Linked DNA regions of Columba livia: region 2 is linked to region 1. The links are chromatin contacts, called in public Hi-C maps. All regions are on one chromosome and are shown on one strand. Each heading gives the region's core, a stretch centred on a gene start, on an enhancer-like site or on the middle of the called end of the contact. The rest is flanking DNA. Distances are from core to core; before and after follow the strand shown. Region 1 has its middle 27 kb from the start of USP38. Region 2 holds the start of INPP4B (inositol polyphosphate-4-phosphatase type II B).

Region 1 (5,511 bases), core at 1,339-3,838:
GGGAGCCCTTACTGAGCTGCCAGTCCTGGTTTCAGTGCTGTCCAAATCACTTTTAGACTTCCTTTTTCTGCAGAACTGAGGAATAATAGTTACTGTGCAATTGGATGTAATGTCTTGGGTTGTGAAGGGCAGAAAAATATTAACCACAGTTGGCAGAACAGCTGGGACTTGAACAATTAGCCTCTAGACACATAGATAAAGCTCTCTTCCTCAAAGCTCTAAGACATTTTGAGGAGGATTAGATGCCCATTTTCATTTTGCTTTGCAAAAATTGTGTGAAAGTTGCAAGATTATATATAGCAACAAAACAGCCCATAGCAGTGACCAGAACTATGTTACCTGTGATTAATAAAAAATGACAACACTGCCTGTATGTGGCCTATTTCAGCATGAGGAATCCAAAAGCTGCAAACATGGACTCTGATCTCCATTCCGCTGATATCTACCATGAAAGAGGCATCACTTTAGCTAATGTAAGAACAGGCTGCTTTGCAGAACTGGTATACAAGATTAATCTTGCACTGTACTGTGGACGCTACATGTTTGAAACACTGTAAAAGCCAACAGTTGATGGCCTCACAGCATAACTGTGGAAGACAGAGGCGAGGAGCATCATAGCCGCTTCAGTCTGCAGAAGGAACAGGCAGACCAGCTACAGCCCCAGCAGGGTACCTGTGCCAGGCTGCTTACACTTCATAAAATCTCTATAAAATAATGAACAGTAGTTGGTGCAAGACTTTGGGATAGATGTTTTGTGTTGGTCACTATCTGACCCATCAGTGCCAGAGGAGGCAGCTGAGAATATACTTTGTGGGGCACCTGCATGCCAAGAGAGTCACGAGGACGTGGACTAGGGTAAAAGCAAACCCCTTGTGCGGGGCTGTGCAGGGTTTCTGAGGTGTACAGCAGTCTGCATTTCCTATAGGATGATCTTCTGGAAGCTGGAGTAGTTGAGAATGTGCCTTCATTTATTCCAGGTTTAATTTTTAAACCTCCAATGGCCTAGACTCTGTAGGACAAATAATAAAAGCAACTATTAGCCATACAAGTTCCTGTATAAATATATATATAAATACATATATAAATATATATATATATTCTTTTCCTCCTGGATCGTCTCCAGCAAGTACAGCATGGCATCATGTCTCTTAGTTGGTTTCTTATGAAATCGGGCATGTTCAGCAACTAGATGCCCCTTTCTCACAGCACTGAGGAAGTGATTCATTACTGACTGGGAGAGAGGCCACTGTGCAACTGGTATCTGTTCTGACTCGATTTCTATGTGCTTTTTTATTTACTTTTTTTCTAAATGAGAAAAATTCCTGTGGAGTTGGGGTGGTGTCAGTTTTGTGATCAGATGTAGCCTGCAGAAAAATAAAAGTGGAAATGGTAAGCAAGACCTTATATTTACTTTCTGAAGCTTTTTGTTCAGTATAAGATAAAGGTCGTTCTGGAGAAACATGTCAAGAATTCTAGTGAGGCTAGCAGACATCTAACATAACCAGAGAACCAGAAGGCTTAAAAAAGATTTAATACAGTAAGGGGGGGGGGGGGGGGGAATACTATTTTTGCAAATCCAAGAGTTTGCTATTTGAATGTAAGGACAATCATCTAGATCATGTCTTCTGAACTGGGCAGCACACACACAGCAGAAAACTTCAGGTGTAAAAAGACCTTTCCTGTTACTGTTTGGAGATGCAGCATTATGGACCCGCTCCTCTTCCTGCCCTTTTGTTTTCTGACCATGTTGGTAAATTGAGGTGATACTTAGCAGACACTTACATGCTAGATTGGAAAACCAAACACATATACCTGACAGAACAAGCCTTAACAGATACAAGTGATAATACAAATTTCTGAATCACTTGCTGAAACCTCCCTTTCCTTTGAGGTGTCTCATCCCTGCTGGAATTGGAAAAACTGTAATGTAAATTATTACGGAGGTCACTGTAATCAGGAAATCAGGAGGTGTAAATTTAAAAAGAGCCCTTGAAACATTGTCAGGAGTGTGTAAAATGTGCTTTTCAGGCCTCCTTGCCTTCCTCTGATTCAGAATGACATTGATTTTCTCCTTTGGTAGTCACAGTTTCGGAGCTTGTGTACTAACCCATACACAGTATGAGGCAAGAGAAGCTCTAATTTTGAAGCTGTTGGCTTCTTATTTGGTAGGTGGATATATGGGATCCAAAATCCTCTGGGTTTGGTGAGCAAAATGGATGAGGATTGGAGATACAGTGCCAGTTTCATCTGATTAACAGAGAATCTGGTGAAAAGTTGGCCTTGGTCGTCAGCCTAAATGACATTAGTAGCTCAAGGGTGTTTTAATTGTGTCACAAGGAGCACCATTGCGACTGCTGCTAGTTGCTGCTCTTTCTCGCTGTGAAACGGGAAAGGGTGACAGGACAAAACAGGGTGCCCTTTTAGGGGGCAGTGGCCTGGCTGGGAGCACTGGCCAAATTGCTACTGGCGTTTACTTCTTTTTTAACCGCAGAAGTAAGCCCGATCTGCCTCACCAGCTGGTGTAAATGCCATCCATGAGCAGAGCAGATAAAGAACACATAAGATGTTTGGCTTGGCACTTCCAGGGGTGCCTCTGACCTTTGAAACCAGAGAAGGCAGTTTAGAAGGGCTGCTCACAGCCTGCTTGTGTTCATAATACAGCTCCTGGCAGCTCGGCTCAGGCTGGCATTGCCCACCTTGTAGCAGCTTATCCTTTTATAATCTGACCCGTTTGGAAAGCTTATAATGGTATGGTACTATTTCTGAATAAGCAGATAGTGACAAACTTCACTCTTCGTCCATTTTCGAGACAAACTCCTAAAATCACACTTTTCATCTTGCATTTAGGGACTGCTGGAAAAACACAGGCCTGTCTGAGAGGCTCGTTGCGCCCCGGGCGGCGCTCCCTCTTCCCCCCGCCCCCAGTGGAAGAGCGGAAGCGCAGGGGCTCCGCCGCTCGCCGCGGGTCACCCCAGCTGCTGCGGCGGGGGCTGCGCGGGCGGCGGCCGGCCGGCAGGGCGCGCGCTGGGCGCACGCAGGCGGCGCGAGGCGGCCGGGTTTGGGGAGGGGGGATCGGGGGTGGGTGGCGCCACGCGTGTGCGGCCACGCGTGCGCCGGGGGGCGATGGCACACGCGCTGGCGCACCCCTGCCCCTGGCTGCAGTCGCAGCTCCTTACTGCCGGTGATCCTGCCGGCGCCGCTTGTACGGAGCCATTGCAGGAGGAATGTTGTTTTCACAGGCGGGGACCTGACACCTGACCCCAGCGCGGGGTGGGGGACAGGACTGAGAGACGGCTGACTATGAACGTTTAGTGTAAAACAAAGTCTCTTCGAACTAATCCCGAGTGCAAACTGATTAGTGTATTCAAAAAGTTAAGTCAGGGGAAGGGTAGCCAAAGAGGCAGGAATCCGTATTTTAAATAAATCAATAAGGGGAGGGCATTGTTGGAATTAAACGAATGAGACAGGTAAACTGAGGTGGGCATCTGTAAACCCTGCAGTACCCAACCAGTGGGGAACAGCGGATGGAATTTGCAGCTGGGTTTTGGGGCTTTTTGCCCTATTCCGTGTGCCTACCTTTAGGTAAAACACCCAGGTTTGCAAGACTGTTAATAAAATATGCTTTGCTGAGAGATCCTGCCTGAGCCTATTATATTGGCAAGATGATCGGTTCCTACACCGTGAGGCGGGAAGGCAATCAACTTCAGGTGGCTTTACTTAAAGGAAGCTGTAAAATCAGCGTGTTTGCTTACTTGATCACACATCATGGGCACGAGTGGTTCCAAGAGCTTTTTGGCCGTATAGGAGATTCTCCATGGTTCAGGGCAGGTGATGCAGTTTCACTGACACTTCTAGAACTTGGCAGATTGCATTGGGGTAAAGAGTGGCACAGCTCAGACTATCAGGGTGTGCCATGTCCTTGTCTGTGGTGATGCTCTCAGTTGTGACTCGATACTAGGACAGTCAGAAAACGGCTTTAAAGGATGACTCACAAATGTGTGGTGCGGTTGGCCTAAGAAGAAGGAATAAAACAGTAGGAAACTACACATGCAGGCAGTGAAAATTTGGACCATAGTGCCTGCATATGTCACTAGGCAATATTATCAGCAATGTATATATCTCCATGTATTTTTTTTTCTATTTCAGATTGTTAAACATGGGATTCAGTTATTCACCAGAGTAAATAAAAGATGCTGGTAGCAGGCTTCAAGACTGAACTCATCTATTCACAGAAGATATTCAGCAGAGGCAGTGACAATGTTCACCTCCCCTAGACAGTTCTTTCAAAGTGCCTTTGTGCTCAGTCACCATCTCTGAGACTTTAAAGGGCAGTTCAGTCACGATGTTTATTGAATCCTTGCCCTTTCTACTTAAATTGCCTACAGGGAAGGCCACTAATTCTGTCTTTTTGTCATGTAAACATTAAGGACTGTTTTTTGAGCACCTTTTTTTCCCCTCCAAAAATTCTAGCTATCCTTTATAAGGTTTTTCATTTTACTGAAAACTTTCTCTACTACAGTAATTTCTATATTATGCTGAAGTATAGATTGTCATGACCAAATACTCTTTGCTATTTTACATAAGTGTTTTATTAGGAATAAGTCTTAAGTGGGCAATGGGACTGCCTTCCTTGCACAGCTGCAAGAAATGAAGAGTTTCTGCCTACTTCCAGCCTTGCATCCAGCATCCTCAAGCACAGAATGATGGAGAGTAGAGCCCCATCCCTCCAACATGCTGACTCATTTACCTCAGCTCAATTGGTACATAAGTCAGTAGCATTTACCTCCTCTGTGACACATAAAAACCCTTTATTTTATAGATCGCAGGCAACAATATGTCTCCTCCTGCAACTGGTCATATACCTAGAACATAATCACATTCTTAACAGTTAATTTTAGGAAGGAGAATAAATAGTGGGCTGTCAAGATTCTCTGTGTATTTAGCATCTTGGTATATTTCAGTTTTGTTCTCAAGTGTTCATTATTTGGTAATGGGAGAAAAGTGCTTTTTCCCCCCTGTTAAGTAACAAGACTTGCATTTGAGCAGCTTATTGCTCTCTAGAAAGTGACTGCAGAGAAAAATTGCTCAGGATTCAGGGAGGGCTAGCCTGTTTCTGGCTAGATTTCACTTTCTGTGTTGGGCTTATATGTTTTACACAGCTAATCTGGGGCCAAGCAACCACTTAGCAGAAGGGATGTTTTCTTCTCTGTATTAATTACTGAGATAGCCTTGTGCAGAACACACTGTAGGAAGGCATACATGCCAAGTAGCAGGTTCTTATCCCACAATCATAGAATCATAGAATCATTTCAGTTGGAAGAGACCTTCAGGATAACCGAGTCCCACTGTAACCTAACTCTACCACTAAATGATATCCCCAAGAACCTTGTCTAAATGCCTTTTAAACACCTCCAGGGATGGTGACTCCACCACTTCCCTGGGCAGCCTGTTCCAATGCCTGACAACCCTTTACGTGAAGAATTTTTTCTTAATATCCAATCTAAACCTCCC
Region 2 (5,511 bases), core at 2,039-4,538, 40 kb after region 1:
TGAGCCTAAATTTAACTACTCTGGCTGACACAGCTCTGCTTCCTAACAAGGTTAGCATGACAGTCCCAATTGCGTTTGGTGTATGTTAACTCCTTTCCCTTGGTAAACTGTTTTACAGAACACTGATTGAAGGTAACACAAAAAGATCTTCTTGAAAACAAACCATTTCTATCCATCAAAATGTACTCTGAGCAAAGGCCTATAACAATAAAGATTTGCATTTCCTCTTGCTCAGACCTTTGCCTTTCCTTGAAAGTTTAGTAAATTCCTGTCAACGCTGTTATTTTCCCCTGTGCACTGGGAGACTCAGATTGCTTGCTAGAGCTTCTCCAGCAGAGAGGCTCTGCTCTGGCTCCTGACAGGCCATTAAATCCTACTTCTTTTTCTCATCCTGAAGTTCTTTAATGATTTAGTGTTCCCTTTGATCCGATTCCTTGACCTGGAAATAGTAAACCTTGCTAGGCAGACTGGATCTGGTTAGCTGAGCAGGGATATTCTCCAATAGCTCCATGCACTGTTCCCTTGGGAAGTCTAAAGTCTGTCACAGTTTAATTTCTTGTTTGCTCCCTCACCTCCCTATCCTCACCTTTGACACTAAGTAGGGGACTCTTGATTTGACTCTACAGACACACAGAATGGTATCAGAACAGGAAGCTTAGATATACTTAATATTTATAAGATGGAATACATAAGGTCATACAGAGAAGTTGGGGAGATAGCAGAAAGGGAGATTTTAGAGAAAGAAACATGTTGATTTGGAAAATGTTGGGAAATACCAGTAAGTAAGTAATAGGAAAAACTTGCCCCAGTAGATCTTTCATTTTAATTTTTCTGCTGCTACTACAGTCAGATGATACTTTCCATACACCAGAATGAGTTGAATTATACAGCCAAGTACTTTGTCTGGGTGGTGTCTCATCTTCTAATGGCTCAAGACTGCATTGCTTTTTTGAGGATGCTTTTATAGCTTGTCTGAAGCTTTCTGATACATTTATTATGAAGCACAGGTATATGTAGGCTAAATTTTTCAGGCCTCAATGGATGCAGTTAGACACCCTAAATCCACATGTAGGCACTTAAAGAAATGTGATTTTCAGAGCTAGGGAGCATTGAAACACATTTGAAATAATTTTGAGTTCAGTACTTTGGAACATCAGACATTTTTTATGCTTAAGTGTAATTTCAAGCTCTGAAAATTTTGACTGTATGATGAAAGAGAGTTTTAGGCTATATATCCACTTAAAAACATTTCAGAAGGAGATAAAACTTCAGTTATCTTATCTTTTTTTCCCATACTGATATATGGTAGGTTTCTGAATCCAGTAACAGCTTGCATCTTAACATCAGAGTAATCTAAAACTCAGCCTTTTTCCTTCCTGTGCTCTGCAGTGTGACCAGCTGTATGACAAAGCTTTGCCCAAGATGAAGTGTACTTCGGGACCATTATTTTGATAACCGCTCCTTGTATGTTCAGTGCTATATGTATTTAAGGTTTCATTACTGAAATAAGTAAGCAGGTGCTCTCATAACAATTCCTTCCAAATCTAACAGGACATGAATTTTACAGAGTTTGTCCTCAGTTCTGAACACATCTAAGAAGCTTGGAATTGCCTTCATTTGAAAAGTAACCGCAAGCTAACTTGAGTAGTGTTCAGTTCCTAAGGGAGCACAGAGACAGAAAGACCCTCTACTCATGATTTACATCTAGCTGAGGTTTGCACGTTCCCTGTTCACAAGGTAGATTTTCATTGGTAGCACTCTGAGTCTGCTGGTATCAATTCCTACGCTGGCAGGATCTTTTCTGCTACGTGTTATGTTATGGGGCATTAAAAATTGAACAAGAAGAAGATTAAGAAGAAATTCCTGTTGTGAGAAGCAAAATATTGTTCGTGAGAGATACTCGAGAGACTCATCTCTGAGTTTAAGGCAGTTTCACTTTGTTACAATGGTTTGTTCAATATGAGTCTGATTCTGCAAACATTTATGCATGGGTAGCTTTACATAAATGGGTAGTTCCATCAAGCCAGGTTTTTGTGTATTACTTCTTACATTTAAGTGTTTGGACAAGACCAAATCTTTCCTTCTTGTGCCTTCTCAGCATTTTCCTTCCAATTTTTATCTAACTTATAATGTGAGTATTTGGTTAGCTCCCCTCTACTCAGAACTTTGTCTCTCTGCATAACTTTGACTTCAAGCTCCTGAAGCTAAATCAACTTTGCTTTTCACAGATAATTGTCGGGCTTTGTCCTGGTACGACGTAGATGACTGTAGCTGTTATGACACAGAAAACCCTAAAATCCAGGCCTGTAACTAATGCTATTGAGTAAGCTAAAGTAGCTATTAAATCTGCATTAACTTCAGTTGTTTTGTATATGATGGTTTAGGAGTTGCTTACGCAGCTCAAATCCCAGACGGTGTCCTACTATAGTACACAAGTAGTCCCAGTAGGATTAATCGACATTTGAAATACCGGAATATATCTAAGTACAACAGAAATAAAAAACTGGATTGCAAAAAGATTACTATCAAGTGAGTAAGATGCATTAGAAACTACTTAATTCCTCTGTTGCCTTGCATACTGAACCAATGACGTACCATAGATGCAGCATTTATGAGCTGTGCTTCATGCACGGTGAAGGGGTCAGCTGTGCCATCAGGACCCCCTGAAGTGGCTTTCATGAGCAAGTCGGATTGATTAGCTAAAGCCCTGCATAGCTTCGATGCAAAGTCGTTTATTTACAATAAGCAAAGCACAAAAAGCACCCTGGCCTTGCCTCAACACAACCAGCCCCAGATGCTACCACAGAGCTGGAGCAGGGGCCTGCGGCTCCCAGGCCGGCTCTACAGAGTCCATTAATACTTTCCAGAGGCTAGAGGAAGCTCTCTCACTCCCTTGTTCACAGGAAGGGGTTTACTTGATCACCCTTCCCCCCCCCAAACTTTTGCAGCTGATAAGAAGCCAGCCCAGCGGCTCTGAGAAGCCCTTCACTGGGCTCCCTGGGAGCCCTTACTTCCAGCGCTGCGAGGGGAAAGCGACTAACGTTTCCCGGCAGTGACCATCCACAGGGCTTCCCAACCCAGTCAGTAGCTTGCCAGCTTGGGCCCAGCGCTGGCACCGGCCTCCCCAGGAGGGACCCCCGCCTCCTCCGACCGTCCCCTCGGGCTGGGTGAGCTCCCACCGCCTCCTCTCCGTCCCTGGCACTCGGCAGAGGCGGCCGTGGAGGCCGGGCTCCCTCTGGGCGGCAGGAGGTGAATGGCAAGCGGCGGCTTCTCCCTCCCACACCCCAGTGTCTGTCTCGCCTCCTCCAGCAGCAGCAGCAGCGGGTCACCTCTGCGCGGCTGTGCCGTGCCGTGCCGCGCTGCCTGCCGGCCGCAGGGCTGCCAGAGAGGCGCGGGCAGCTCCTCGTCGCTGCGGGCTCAGGGGCGCTACCTGCGGGGCCGCCGCAGAGCCGGGGAGCCGCCGCTGGGCTGCGGTGACATTGGGAGGAGACTGGTCCGAGGGCGGCGCCGGGGGACAGGAGCGCCTGTGCCCGAGGCTATCGCCAGCCACCACTCGCCCTCCTCGGGGCAGCGGGCGGGCTGGGCTCTGGCTGCCCGGCGCGGCTCCCAGGGCGCTCAGCCCTTCATTTCCTCTCGCTGTCGCGCTGCTGGAGGCTCCGGACTATAAATAGCAGGCTCGCCAGCCACCCAGCGACACACGCACGCACCGGGGGAAAGTGTCGCGCCGGTTGCCCCAGCGGGCGGGCAGCCAGCTGCCAGCCAGGTAAGCGCCGCTCGGGGCAGGCAGGGCCGGGCGGGACGCGGGTGCTCCTTCCACCGGGCGAGGGTTTTGTTTCCTTGTTTCCCCGCTGTCTCCCGCGCGTCAGGAGAGATTAAAAGCTGGGAATGGGTTCCGCCGAAGTCCCTCCCTTTTATTCCCTTATCAAGTTTCTTAAGGTTACAGCCCGCAAGGCGTGCGTAGCCCTAAGGCGCTCTCGTCGGGGGCCGCCGCTCAGTTCCCGACTGCCGCCACAACCCGACGAGCGGTCCCGGCGGGCGGCGAGGCGGCCGGTGCGCTGCGGGCGGCTGCTGCTCCCCCGCCTCCGGCGCGGGCACCGCGCCCCCTCAGGGCCGGGGCTCAGGGCAGGCAGGCGGCCCGGCCGCCCCAGGGACCGCCAGCCGGCCCGCCGCCGCTCTCCGGGGGTCACCGGGGCGGGGAGGGACTCGGCGTGCCGGGAGAACTTCCAGCTAAGACCCGCTGGAGATTTCTCCTACTTTCTCCCATCCCCGGCGTTTCCTGCCGGGGAGTCTCGGTGCCGCTTTGGCCGCGGTGCCTGGCCACCCCTTTTGCCGCTGCAGCCGGGACTCCTCTGAAGGGGCTTTGCGGGGGCTGAGGACATTATTTGCAACAGTTTTATGTTATGTTTGAAAGTTGGGGGTACTTGAATGGTGAGGCTGGTATGAGGCTCCGTAGGCGCCGCTAAGGGGTTAATTTGGTAGAGTAATCGAGCTACAGGATACCCATCCCCATCTTGCAAATAACAGCGTCTGCTGAAATGTGATGGAAACCATGAGAAAGGTCTTACATGTAGATAAGTTGAGCAAGTTGTAATTTGAAATGGTATCAGCCAGAAAAGGGCGGGGAGGAGGAGGAATTGTATTTGATTTCTGAACTGTGATCAAGTGGAGCTCTCTTTTCTGTTCCCAAAAGTGACACACAGATTTTTTTGAAGCATGAATGGTAGAGCTTGTGCTGTCTGCTTGCCTGGTCCCCAAAGCTAAATGGTGCCTTATTTGAAGTAAAAATAATGGGATGAAGTCTTTGCGGAGCTATGTTTTCATCTGATCTGTAATTAGGTTTCTGTATCTCTTCCTCACCAGAAGAAATTTACTTGTTTATTTATGCATTAATGATGCATTAAAATAGATACACTAAAATCAGGCCATATATATATGTCATTTACATCTGTCTTTGAATCTCAAAAACAAGACTAATTTTTCACTGGTTTACAGACACCCTCTATCTACATTGAAAGGATATCTACATAGCAAGAATGGTAGGGGAAAATGTCTGCTTCTCGGTCTTTATGAAGGAAAGAGTTTATTTAAATTATTTGCTTTTAACAAAACTTCCTATGTTTGGACAAATATTTACAAATGTGACAGTAGTTTTTAAAAAGGAAATGTTCCAATCACTTGATTTTTTAAAATGTTATTTTGAATTTCTTGATTAAATTTGAACTAGCTTTAAAGCCCTGCAGTATCTTGGGTTTTTTTGCACTGTGAACCTGTATATTGGATGAGGTTTGTGCATGTGAATCCTCATTATTGTAACTATCCATGCAGGACTGTGTACTTCACACATTCTGATAATTCCACTAAAATGAAGATACAAGTCACAAGATTAATGTGAGCAGAAATTAGTCTTCTGAGATTTTTACAACCCTGATGACATTAGTGGGAGCATGTGGCCGTGTTACTACTTCAGAGCCCTATTTTGGCCTTTTTTCCCTATGCTTTCTGGCCGTTCCT

What was found. A called contact is a pair of places that touch in the nucleus more often than the background predicts.
Region 2: a contact with region 1 is called in a Hi-C map of liver, with 1.7 times the contacts expected there. The contact joins the promoter of INPP4B here to the enhancer-like site in region 1. A contact is called at or near these places in 2 of 2 Hi-C or Micro-C datasets (crop and liver).

What each region holds. Positions count from the first base shown.
Region 1 is chr4:58,588,618-58,594,128 of bColLiv1.pat.W.v2, forward strand. No RefSeq gene overlaps it. Among named protein-coding and RNA genes, the nearest start is that of USP38, 27 kb to the left of the region's middle. Within about 2 kb of position 2,589, at least 1 of the 3 cell types and tissues checked has an H3K27ac peak away from gene starts, as active enhancers do.
Region 2 is chr4:58,627,535-58,633,045 of bColLiv1.pat.W.v2, forward strand. INPP4B (inositol polyphosphate-4-phosphatase type II B) reads left to right here and starts at 3,289. Exons shown (of 26, transcript XM_065061993.1): 1 at 3,289-3,763.